Linked DNA regions of Sus scrofa: region 2 is linked to region 1. The links are chromatin contacts, called in public promoter capture Hi-C maps. All regions are on one chromosome and are shown on one strand. The core of a region is the stretch at or near the end of the contact, and the rest is flanking DNA. Distances in the headings are between cores, read along the strand shown.

Region 1 (5,455 bases), core at 2,057-4,556:
GCCTGCGCTTGACCTTAGCAGAAGCCCAGTGGGCCCTTCCTTCAGTTGCCTGAGCTGCTCGTGGATTCCAGGGAGCATCTCTGCTGTATGTCCAGACCTACCCTTGCCCCATGCTTGCCCTGTGCCCTGCTTCCTTCAGACCCCTAACCCTACTAACCAGCACACTCATCTCACCTCTGGGCCTGAAACATTTCTTTTCTTTCTTTTTTCCTCCCTCAATTTTTCCTGGGCCTGGAGCAGCCAAGAATTTCGGGCTGTTTGACTTTCTGTGAGCCCCCAGCGAGGGGAGGCCCAGCCTCCGAGGAGACCAGGAACCCTGCTTCAGCAGCCCCTCAGGGCTTCCCAAGGATATTCAGCCCCCACACCTACACTTCAACATGTTGAGTCACTAGCTTCTGAGGAGCACCCCAGCCTCTCACCTATGTATAAGAGACTCTGTTCCCCTTTCTCCAGAGTTTCTTTCTTTCCTTCTTTCTTTGCTTCTCTCTCTCCCTCTCCCTTTCCCTCTCCCTTGTAGGCCCCCCCCCCCCTACTACGTGCCTATGCAACTTCTCTTAAGCCTCAGGGCTGGTCCCTGTCCGGAGGGCTGGACCCTCTCCTAGTCCTCCTAGGTTGTGGGGCTGGTCCCCAGACTTCCCTCTCCTTTCCCCCCACAGCCCTCAAACCTCCCACACATGTCCCCATCATCTTCCTATCTGGATAAATAGCCCAAGCTGAATCTCAGGTTGGGCTCAGCAGAGGACTCCCCAGGCAAATGACAAGCTGTTCTCACCCTGCTTTCTACCCCACACACCCTTCCCTGTTTTCACAGTTACCATGATGACCCAGAGCAAGGTTGGGCAGGGGGACTTCCAGAGCGCCAAGTTTTATTTTTTACTTTATTCCTTTGTTTAAGCAAAGCACAACTTTCTCTATAAGCCTCTTCTGTAAATTCTGGCTCACCTAGGCTTCCATATTTTTAGGATTGGGGTGTCAAGAGTAAGATGAAGTCCTAAGCTCTGGCCTTTGGGGCAAACCAGGGTAGGGGTGTTTGGGCATTCATTCATTTAACAAACATTCCCTGGGGGTTTTGGTGCATAGGGTTGTGTTAGAAGTGTGACTCAGTTTTGCCTTCCTCCTGGGAGCTCTAGGTTTGCTCCCAATCCAGACTATGTTTTCCTTAGCCACCCCATAGGGCTGCCTCTTGTACTCTTCCTCCTCCAATTCTTCTGTTTCCAACTCTTGAGGATTCCTCCACCACTGCTCACACCTTCAGGGTCCTTGTATTCTATCTTTGATCCACTTCTCTTTCCTCACTCCCAAAATGGTGTCATCCATCCTGATGTCCTCAACTGCCAGTGATATGCTGGTGTTTCCCAAATATATATCTCCATCTCTAAATTCCCTCTATTTTTAGATCTGTATTTTTATCACCTACTGGACCTCTCCATGGTCATGGCCATAAGGATCCAATTCATCCCTCTCCCCCACCCAAGTGTGTTCCTCCTGAATTCCAATCCTGGTTACCTTCATCACACTCTACATAGGCTCACCAGCTAGAAATATTTATGGGCTTAAATTCCTTCCCATACCTTACTAGTCAGTATATCATATCCATTCCTCTCCAGCAATCTTTCTTGAATTTGTCCCTTCCTCTCCCCTCTGCCTCTATTCTAGTTCACAGGAGCATGGGATTTGGAGTCAGGTTATTCTGGGTTTGAATCCCAACTCTACTACTTTTTGGTTGCGTGATAGGAGAGTTATTTAATCTCTCTGAGCCTCAGTTTCCTCATATGTAAAGTGACAATAATAATACCTACCTCACAGGGTTGTTGTGAGGATTTAATTAGATATTGTACGAAAAGTGCCTAGCACAGTGCCTGGCACACAGTAGAATAGGTGCTCAATAAATGGTAGCTATTGTTATTATTATCATCATCATTATTATTTACTCTAAATTGATAAGACTTTAGGGTATGTATTGAGGACAAAGCTTTTGGAAAGGTAGAAGTGAAACCTTGAGTGATGGTTCAAGAATTACAGTATTCAGTCACTTAATGGCTTCAGTCTGTGACCCCGATTTGAGAGAAGCCAGATCTTCATCCTACCATATTCTGGCTTCTACCAAGAGGATACTAGGAACAGTAAGGTTTGCAACTGGTTTGCCTTTTCTTGCCCTTCCTTCCTCTCATGATGGGCTCAGCCCTGCCTATGGAAGGCAGCAGGGTATCTCTCTCTACAGAAAGAGAAGAGCCAGCTGATTTTCTTCAGGTCCCATAAATGCCAGGGTTGGCCCTGTCTCCTCAGCTTGCATGTGAAGATTAACTCTGTTCATCAGAGAAGGGATTTCAAATCCCACGTCCAATTAAATTCAAGTCACCAATGGTTTTCTGAACAACATATATGCCTGTCACTAGAAGGCATACATTTCCTGGTCTTGAGCTCACAGTCACATAGGTATAACTGAGGTAGAATATGACATATTTTCATAAAGCTTTAACTAGTTTCTTTCAAATATTTGCCTCCTACTACTTTGGGTCTTGATCCCTGGGAAAAGGCTCATGTCTGTAACCAATATATATTGCCAAAAAAGGTGGGAAAATCAGAGGTGATATTACAAAGCAGTAAACTCAGCACAAATACTTCTACTGCCAAAGTCATGTATTTGTGTGTAAAGAGAAGACAACCAGGAGTTCCCGTCCTGGATCAGTGGTTAACGAATCCAAGTAGGAACCGTGAGGTTGCGGGTTCGATCCCTGGCCTGGCGCAGTGGGTTAAGGATCCAGCATTGCGGTGAACTGTGGTGTAGGTCGCAGACGTGGCTCGGATCTGGCGTTGCTGTGGCTGTGGGGTAGGCCGGCAGCTGTAGCTCTGATTAGACCCCTAGCCTGGGAACCTCCATACGCTGCGAGTGCGGCCCTGGAAAAAGACAAAAAAAAAAAAAAAAAAATCCAGACACTGGAGACTGAAAAGCCTACGGCAATCCAAGGATTAATAGATGGGCTTCAACAAACAGCACTAATCCTTCGGGCTCTCAGTAGCACAGAAATAGGAACAGGAGGGATTGCAAAGACTACAATTCCCATAATGCTCAATGGGGAAAATGAAGTAAGTGTAGCAGCTTATTCTAGACTGTGTATTTCGGGTAGGGCTGGATAAATCTACTCCTACCGTTCCTCCAAGGAACGCTAATCCTCCTTCGAAGGCTCTCAAAGGCCGTCGGTAGTTGTAGTTTTGCTAATCCTAGGGCGCATAAAGGTGTAAGCGAGAAGGCCAAGGAGCCTGACGGGATTTGTAGTCTGCGCCGACGGCGGACGCGCACGCGCAGCTGAGGCCGGGGCGGGGCCGAGATACTGCAGTGAAAGCCGAGGCAGCGGGCAGGCGAGCAGGGGGCGGGCGGACATCTTGGGATCCGGAGAGTGGCCGGCCCGGCAGAGCAGGCGGCCTCGGACACCAGGTGAGCTCGGGATTTAGTCGTAACCGGGTGAGGGAGGACGGCTACTCGACTGCCCAGCTTTGCCCTTCCCTGCACTGCGCTACGCCGAAAGCTGCCCACACCCGGGAGTGGCCCCAGCCTTCATATCGGGAAGGGAGCTGACGGTGGGGCGGGGGCGCCCCGGGCGCGGCTGCAGGACGGGCACGGAGCGGTGCCCTTCACCTGACCCGCCCGTAGCCTTCCCTGAGAGGGAGACCTACTGGAATCCTCCCAGAGGTGGGACGCCGCGCGGCGCCCCCCTCCCTAGGATCTTGACAACCCCCTACCCCTCTGCGCCTTCTCCTTTTCGCGCAGGGAACAATTCCCCCATCCTTTGGAAAGTGACACGCACTTGTGTCGCCTCTTTGGACCGTGACAAGCTAGCCCACCCTGTGGCACCCCCTCCTCGCAGTTGAGTGACAGCCCCCCGCGCCCCGTGGAACCAGCTTTTCTTGCGATGTCCTCTTCCCCAAGGCGAATAGCCCAGCACCCCCACATGCCTCTATACTTGCATCCCAAAGCAAGCTACCTCTCCCCAGCTTTCCCTGATTCGCCATTCTCATTCTCTCCCTGCCGTCTTTCCTCTTCAAAGCCTTGACCTTTGCCATACTGTAAACTCTTTCTTCCAGGTGCCCCCACCAGCCCTGTTGCTGCTGTGGGCTCACCTGATTATACTGCCTGACTGTTGCTGCTGGTATATCCTTTAGATATTCCACTCCTGTCCTGGGCCCCATCTCTGCTTCTCTGATGCCCTGAGCTCCCTACCACTTGATACCTGTGAACTTGGTTCTTTGCATAGGGCTATACCTCCATTTTGCGCTTCCTCTCCCAGTCTCTTTGGGGTTGAGGAGTGGGATGTGTCCACCACCTTGAGAGACCTTTCACTCAGTCTGGGAGACCTTGGCCGCCTTGACAATAGGCTTTATTTTTCAGTTTAGAAAAGTCTGCCAAACTGCTCCCTGTGAAACTAACACCAGGGCTAATCCCAGAAATCTAGAACTAAATTAACCTTTTTTCTCTTTGAAAAGTCTGAATTAGTCTGACCCAAATAATTTGAGTAATTCAGGTATTCTGCCCCTTGTTCATAAGCACTCAGCTGAATTATGTTGTGGGTCTGGAATCACAGAATTTCAGCTGGAAGGATCTCTTGATTTTATGAATTGCATACACACACCCGCTGCCCGCCACACACACCTGTATTTTGATTACACTTGGGAATTGAGAGGGAGCCTCCCTTTTTTAAAGAGAGGTGGTCAGAAATAACTAATAAGTAGCTTGGGCCCTTGAGGTGTTGTCTGTCAGGGCTGGGGCCTTTCTCCTCTGCTCTTTTGCCTGTTTATCTGACTGCCTGGGAGAGGCTGGAACCATGCTCCTGGGTCCATGTCAGGGCCTGAGGCCTCCCTTCTCTCCTCTTCCCCACTGCCTGCACACCCTTTCCTGGAATGTTTAGACTTCTGTGAATTAGAGAGCTGGAGGTTCAGGCCCTGCTGCCTTCTCAAGGGTAGTGGAGCCTGAGAGACTGGTGCTCCTAAAGCTTTGCCTCAGGGGCCTCAGGCCTGAACCTATGGGAGTAATTCCTACCGCCATTCCTCCAGCCGCCTGCAGGCCTTCACAGTGACTCACCGGCCAGAGCCTGAGTGAGAGTCTGCACAGGAAGAGGCCTTGCTGAGCTCAGCGCTGTGAAAGGGGGAGGGGGCTACTCTGGGTCCTGCCCCAGAAAAAGGAGGATCAAAATGGCCTTAGAATCCTGGGCCCAAGTCCCTCTCCCTTTCTCCCTTTCAGTAAGGGACAAACAGGAACTGGAGCCTGGCTGAGGGGAGGGGCATGCCCGGGAGGGCACAGGGTCACTTGCTGGAGGGTTGAGTCAGGATAAAAGCTCAGCCAGTGTCCTGCACAGCCCCACAGGGGACGTTGGCTGGGGTTCTAAGGCCTTCCCTTACCCTGCCCCCACCTGTCCTAGGTCTGTTCTCAGAGCGATGGGCTGCCAGGACTGAGCTGCCG
Region 2 (5,414 bases), core at 430-2,929, 130 kb after region 1:
GGCTGGGGGCGGAGGGTGCGGGCCGTTGGGGAGGGGGGGCCTGAGGAGGGGGCCGGTGTTGGGAGAGGGAGGAGCCTGCACTGGGGAGGCGGGCCGGCAAGAGGAGGGAGCGGCCCGAGCGGGGAGGGGGCTAAACTGAGTCGGGCTCGCTCCAAAGGCCTTCTTGCCTCTGGGCTTTGCAGGGTGGACTTGTGGTCTTTCTGTCTGCATTCCCACTGCTGAGGGTGGCAGGAGGCGCACAGCTTAAGGGAGGGGCTGGTTAACCTTCTTCAGCCCGTGGCTACTGCCCTTGCACGCCCACTCACAGTCACCCCCCTCTGCCTACACCTCTTCTCTCAGTCCTGGGAGTGGCCCTATGCTGGGAACCTGCCTTAGCAGTGTCCCAGCCCCCTTCAGGAGGTAGCTTGCAAATGCTGGCCAAGCATCCTTCCACGGAGTTTTTGGCTTCATTACCTCCTTCAGAGTCTGCCGGTTGATGAAGGCGACCGCAGCCCCACTGGGGGCACCTGTGAGCACCTGATCACCTCTCACTTCTTAAAACTGTTTTAGTTCTTTACCCTACTCTCACCAAAAAACATCACCATACCCTATGGAGGGAAATAGGAGCCCAGAGAGAGGCCATCAGGGCATCCTTCCCACAACTGCTAATCCCTGCTTGGACCTTGGTTCCCATGAATGGTGGTGCACACAGGGGCCTGCCTGGCCTTAATTCTGTGTGTCTGAGGTGGGCCAGCCTGCTTTACTCTAGTGTCGTGGATTTCCCCAAGTTCAAGGCCAGGCAGGAACTTGTGATGATTAGGGCTGGGTTTGGAATGGGTCCTGGGCTTTCAGGGCAGGTGGTCAGTCACACAGGCCTTGGTATGGTTGTTACTTGAGGTTCTTTGGCCCTGAGACATTAGCTGAGATTTGTTCTTTTTTTTTTTTAAAAAAAAAAAGGTTTTTATGGTCGGACCAGCTGCACATGGAAGTTCCTGGGCCAGAGGTTGAATCCAAGCTGCATCTGCAACCTACCCTGCAGGTGCAGCAAAGCTGCATACTTTAACCCACTGGGCTGGGGATCGAACCCATGTGTCCACAGCAACCCAAGCCGCTGCAGTCAGATTCTTAACCCACTGTGCGGGTGGGAACTCCTGAGATTTACGCTGTACTTGAGTTCCCATGAGGAATTCTGGGATTTGTAGTCCTAAATTAATCTCCTGACTTTTGAAGCTGAGAAGCAGCAGGCTGCTCTGATCCTTCTGGTCCTGCTAAGGCTTGGAGTTCAGGAAGTCATTCTCTCCTGTAGTCAGGAGAGCTTCGCTGGCCTCATGACTGGCCTTGAGAGCCCTGATTAGGTACCAGCTAGGGGCCAGGGATGGCCTGTAACTTTGTGTCTTCCTTCTGGTTGGTAGCATTTCTGGGGACCACCAGCTGGCTGAAGCTCAGGGACAGAGACGGCTGCTCCAGCTAAAGGTCAGTTGTGATGTACATTGCCTGTTGGCATTGTCTAAGGGATGGGTCTCCTCTCTCAGCTCCCTGAGCTCCAGAGAGCTCGGCTGGGCCCCAGCACTCCCACCTCCTCAAAGCCATGAGGCAGAAGTGTTCTCCTTATGTGACTAGGCACAGGTTCCAAGTGGGGAGGGGACTGGCTCAGCATCCGGAGCCAAAATAGGAATAGAACTGGGAGCTGAGCCTGGAGCTGTTCTGGGCTTTTGGTTCTCTGCATCAACACAGCCAGCATGCCTATGATTTCTGTGCTGGGCAAAATGTTTCTGTGGCAGCGTGAAGGGCCTGGAGGACGATGGACTTGTCAGACAAGTCGCAGAGGTGAGACTGGAGACATAGATATGATTTGGGAGGTGATGGGAAGCTGAGGAGTAGGGTGCTCAGGTGGCAAGAGGAAAATTACTCTGGTTGAGATATTGGGAACCAGGCTAAACAGGAACAATGAGGCTGGGGCTGGACAAGGCATCTGGAAAAAGCCTTAGGGGACTGGGGCAAAGGTCAAAAAAAAAAAATCACTGGTTTATCAGAAAAGAAGAGTAAAGAGCTCATGCAAACTGAGGCTGGTGAGAGGAAAAGAACCAAAGCAAGGCTGCAAAGCTCCCAAGGTGACTGTGGGGAGGAGGCGACGGTGGTAGTGGAAGAATGTGGTATGCTTTCCAGGAGGGGCTGAGAAACCCAAGAAAATTCAGAATTTGTCAAAGTTTAGGTTTCATACCTAGGGTTTTGGTGGCAGAACATATCTTGAGGAGGACAGTGGGGAGTGGCTGCCATAAAATGGCCCCAGAGGCTTGAAGGTCAGGGCAAGGCTGTGGGATAGGGGCTTTCAGACTTGTGGTGAGCACCAGGTGGGTCCTTATATCTGGGAGGTGGGGGAAGCGGTGAGGAGAAATGATATGGCAACATCTGATGAAAATGGGGACCTTGGCAGAAGTGGGAGCCCAGCTGAAAAGTCTTTTCCCCAACCCTCAGTGGCCTCGGACCCGGCTTGGGCTGTGGAGTGGATCGAACTTCCTCGGGGCCTCTCTCTATCTTCCTTGGGATCTGCTCGGACCCTCCGAGGCTGGAGCCGGTCCTCTCGCCCTTCTTCCGTGGACAGCCAGGACTTGCCGGAGGTGCTGGGCCCCTGTGTTGGGAGGGGGACGGGGACCCGCATCCACGTGAAGGGGATTTGTGTGCCCCACCTCCGCTTCCCCAGCCTGCTTCTGGCTCCCTTTTCCTGCTAGCGGAGGCGCTATCCGGCTTTGGCGGGGGGTGGGGGGGGCAATGCCGCCCCCGCACCGGTCTGCTCCGCTCGGCTTCGTGCCAGTCGGCGGGCTTGCTTGCGCCTTGGGCCCTGACGTCAGCGCATCCCAGGCCGTATCCCAGGAGACCCTGTTGCATGGTGATGGGTTGCCAGGGAGACATACACCTTTTCTCTGGGCCTGGGACGCAGCTGCGCAGAGCGCAGGCAAGGATGGCAGTGGCTGGGGGAAGTGATGGGAGGGAGGGAGAGCAAGCTAGGAAACACCCAGCAGGTGCTCCTCCTCCCAGGCCTGGCCAGAAGCTGCCTGCGCCACCCTGGGGGCCCTGTCAGCCAGGTACTGAAGGGGAGGGACAGTGGGTGGGCCTGAGGTCGAGGGGCAGGTGGAGTCCCTTTTCTGAGGGTGGGAAGGTGATATGGGAGAGCCTAGGCAGTGCTGGGGAAGGGGCGTGTCCTGATTTCGTTCATTCATTGAGGAAAATGTTTGCCTGGACTGCCAAGGAGCACTGAGGCAGCTGCTGGGTGGAGGTAGGAACCAAGGTGAACCAAGCCTTGCCATCCCAAGATCCCGCAGGAGAGATTCAAGGGCACTGCTGGGGTGGGGTTGCAGGTATCCAAGACAGAGAAACTGTGGACTGAAGCCTTAAAAGGTAGGGGTGTTTTGTTAGGCAAGGACAGTATTCTTAGCCTAGGAGAAAGCTGAGTTCCTTTGCCTGGAGGCGGGTGGAGGTTGGGGGCTGCTTGTTGACAGGGGAGGTGGAGAGGTGGGCTTTTATTGGGCAGAGGAGGTCAGTGGTGAATTCCAAGCAGGCCTGGAGAGGCCGAGGCCTCACCGAGTGGGTTCCTTCAGTGCCTGACTGTGAAGCTTGCAGCTTATTGGGCATTGGAGGAACCCAGAAAAGATCCTAAATAGGGACGTGTTGTTACCAGTTGCACTCCAGGGAAATTATTTTTTTACATTTATACTCTGCCTCGTTCATTCAGCCTATGTATTTTGAGAGACCACTCTACCATCACTGTGTTAAACACAAGGCTGCAACAGTGACCAAAAGAGACTGAATTCCTGAAAGAGTTAAAAGACCAACAAGAAGTAAGGAAACACACAAAATAGACCATAATGACACAGAGAGGGTACGCTGATAGAGGATGGTGACTTGTTACAGACCACAGAAGAAGAATGGACAACTGGTAGGCTGGCCAGGAGGGTTCTCTGAGGGAGTGTTATTTCAGCCAAAACCCAAAAGATGAGAAAGAGCCAGATGATCATGGGAAGAGGGGAGGGGAACACTTACCCAACATTCTGGGCTGAGAAAACAGCACGGAATTGGAGCCTGGGGGACAACCACTTGCACTAATCTGGGTAAAGGGCACTGAGGGCTTGCTCTTGAGGAAGAGCAGTGGCGGCGGGAGTAGAAGCAGGGAGGGTAGTATAAAAGGCACTTGGGAGGTGGAATCAGTAGGTCTTCACAACAGGTGCAGGTCAGCAAGGCTTAGGGGAGAACTGATGGCAATGCTGAGGTTTGGAGCCAGGCTGAATGGGAGAGTGGCAGGGTGATGCGAAGTAAGGAAGTCTGGAAGCAGGGCCAGATGTGGGGAGAAGGTGTTGGGCTTGGTTTTTGTCATGCTCAGTTGGTGGCCCTAGTAGGCTCTAGAAATAGCTAGAATGGGGTTCTGAAAACTGAGAGGAGGGAGAGGGACAAGGGGGAGAGGACCTGGAGGAAGTGTCCGATGCCATTCCCTTCTCTCTTCCTCTTCTCCTCCAAGGCCCTACTCCATTTACTTCCAGCCTGCTGCCTTCCCCTCTGCAAGCTGAGACGTGGCGGGTTAGCAGCAGCTCTGCTCCTTGGGGCCTGCCGGAGTCTCTGTTGCTTCCTGGGAGGACACAGTTTGCTGATCCTGGCTTCTTACTCTCTTACATGTCCCAGCAGCCACTGGGACATAAGTGCTGCCCTAGCATCTCTTCCCAGCTCCCATATCCCCTTGATGCCTTGGGTGGAGTGTGGGCATGCGGGGGGCACTTACCCTCTGCTGCTGTCCCCCAAGGTGAATGTTGGAGACACAGTCGCGATGCTGCCCAAGTCCCGGAGAGCCCTAACTATCCAGGAGATTGCTGCGCTGGCCAGATCCTCCCTGCATGGTAGGCATGCCCTCCCATGCCTCTGGCCATTTGCTCCTTTCCTCTCTCTTTTGCACATGCCCTTGGGGACTGTTTCCTGTGAGCTCTTGCTGGGATCACCCTTTCACTCCCTTTTTCAGATGAGTCCCATGCCCTTTCTTCCACCCAAAGGCACATGTGGTCCCTAACCACCGCCACCCTTCCACTTCCCTCCCAGGTGCTCCCTGGCCTGGGCCCTTACCAAGTTCTCTCACTCTGCCCCGCCTCCAGGTATTTCCCAGGTGGTGAAGGACCACGTGACCAAGCCCACTGCTATGGCCCAGGGCCGAGTGGCTCACCTCATTGAGTGGAAGGGCTGGAGCAAGCCCAGTGACTCTCCCACAGCCCTGGAATCAGCCTTTTCCTCCTATTCGGACCTCAGTGAGGGTGAACAAGAGGCTCGCTTTGCAGCAGGTAGGTACAGAAAGAGGGTCAAGCCACCCATCTGTCATAGGGATGCTTGCACTCATCTCTTCAGGCCTGATGTGGGGGTCGGAGTCTTTCTATACCCCTGTGTCTTCCCTTCTGTGTGTC

What was found. Promoter capture Hi-C pulls out the DNA fragments that hold promoters and counts their contacts.
Region 2: a promoter capture Hi-C map of fetal liver shows a contact between it and region 1, with 2.5 times the contacts expected there. The contact joins the promoter of FAM131A here to the promoter of AP2M1 in region 1. A contact is called at or near these places in 2 of 5 promoter capture datasets (fetal liver and liver), 1 of 47 Hi-C or Micro-C datasets (epiblast stem cells) and 1 of 2 datasets of contacts at active chromatin or transcription factors (alveolar macrophages).

Annotation. Positions count from the first base shown.
Region 1 is chr13:122,091,069-122,096,523 of Sscrofa11.1, forward strand. AP2M1 (adaptor related protein complex 2 mu 1 subunit) reads left to right here and starts at 3,307. Exons shown (of 12, transcript NM_001243644.1): 1 at 3,307-3,436; 2 at 5,415-5,455. DVL3 (segment polarity protein dishevelled homolog DVL-3) reads left to right here. Exons shown (of 16, transcript XM_021069945.1): 16 at 241-1,907. The coding sequence ends at 272.
Region 2 is chr13:122,226,196-122,231,609 of Sscrofa11.1, forward strand. FAM131A (family with sequence similarity 131 member A) reads left to right here and starts at 1,680. Exons shown (of 6, transcript NM_001243359.1): 1 at 1,680-1,806; 2 at 2,455-2,597; 3 at 4,769-4,862; 4 at 5,112-5,294. The coding sequence starts at 1,719.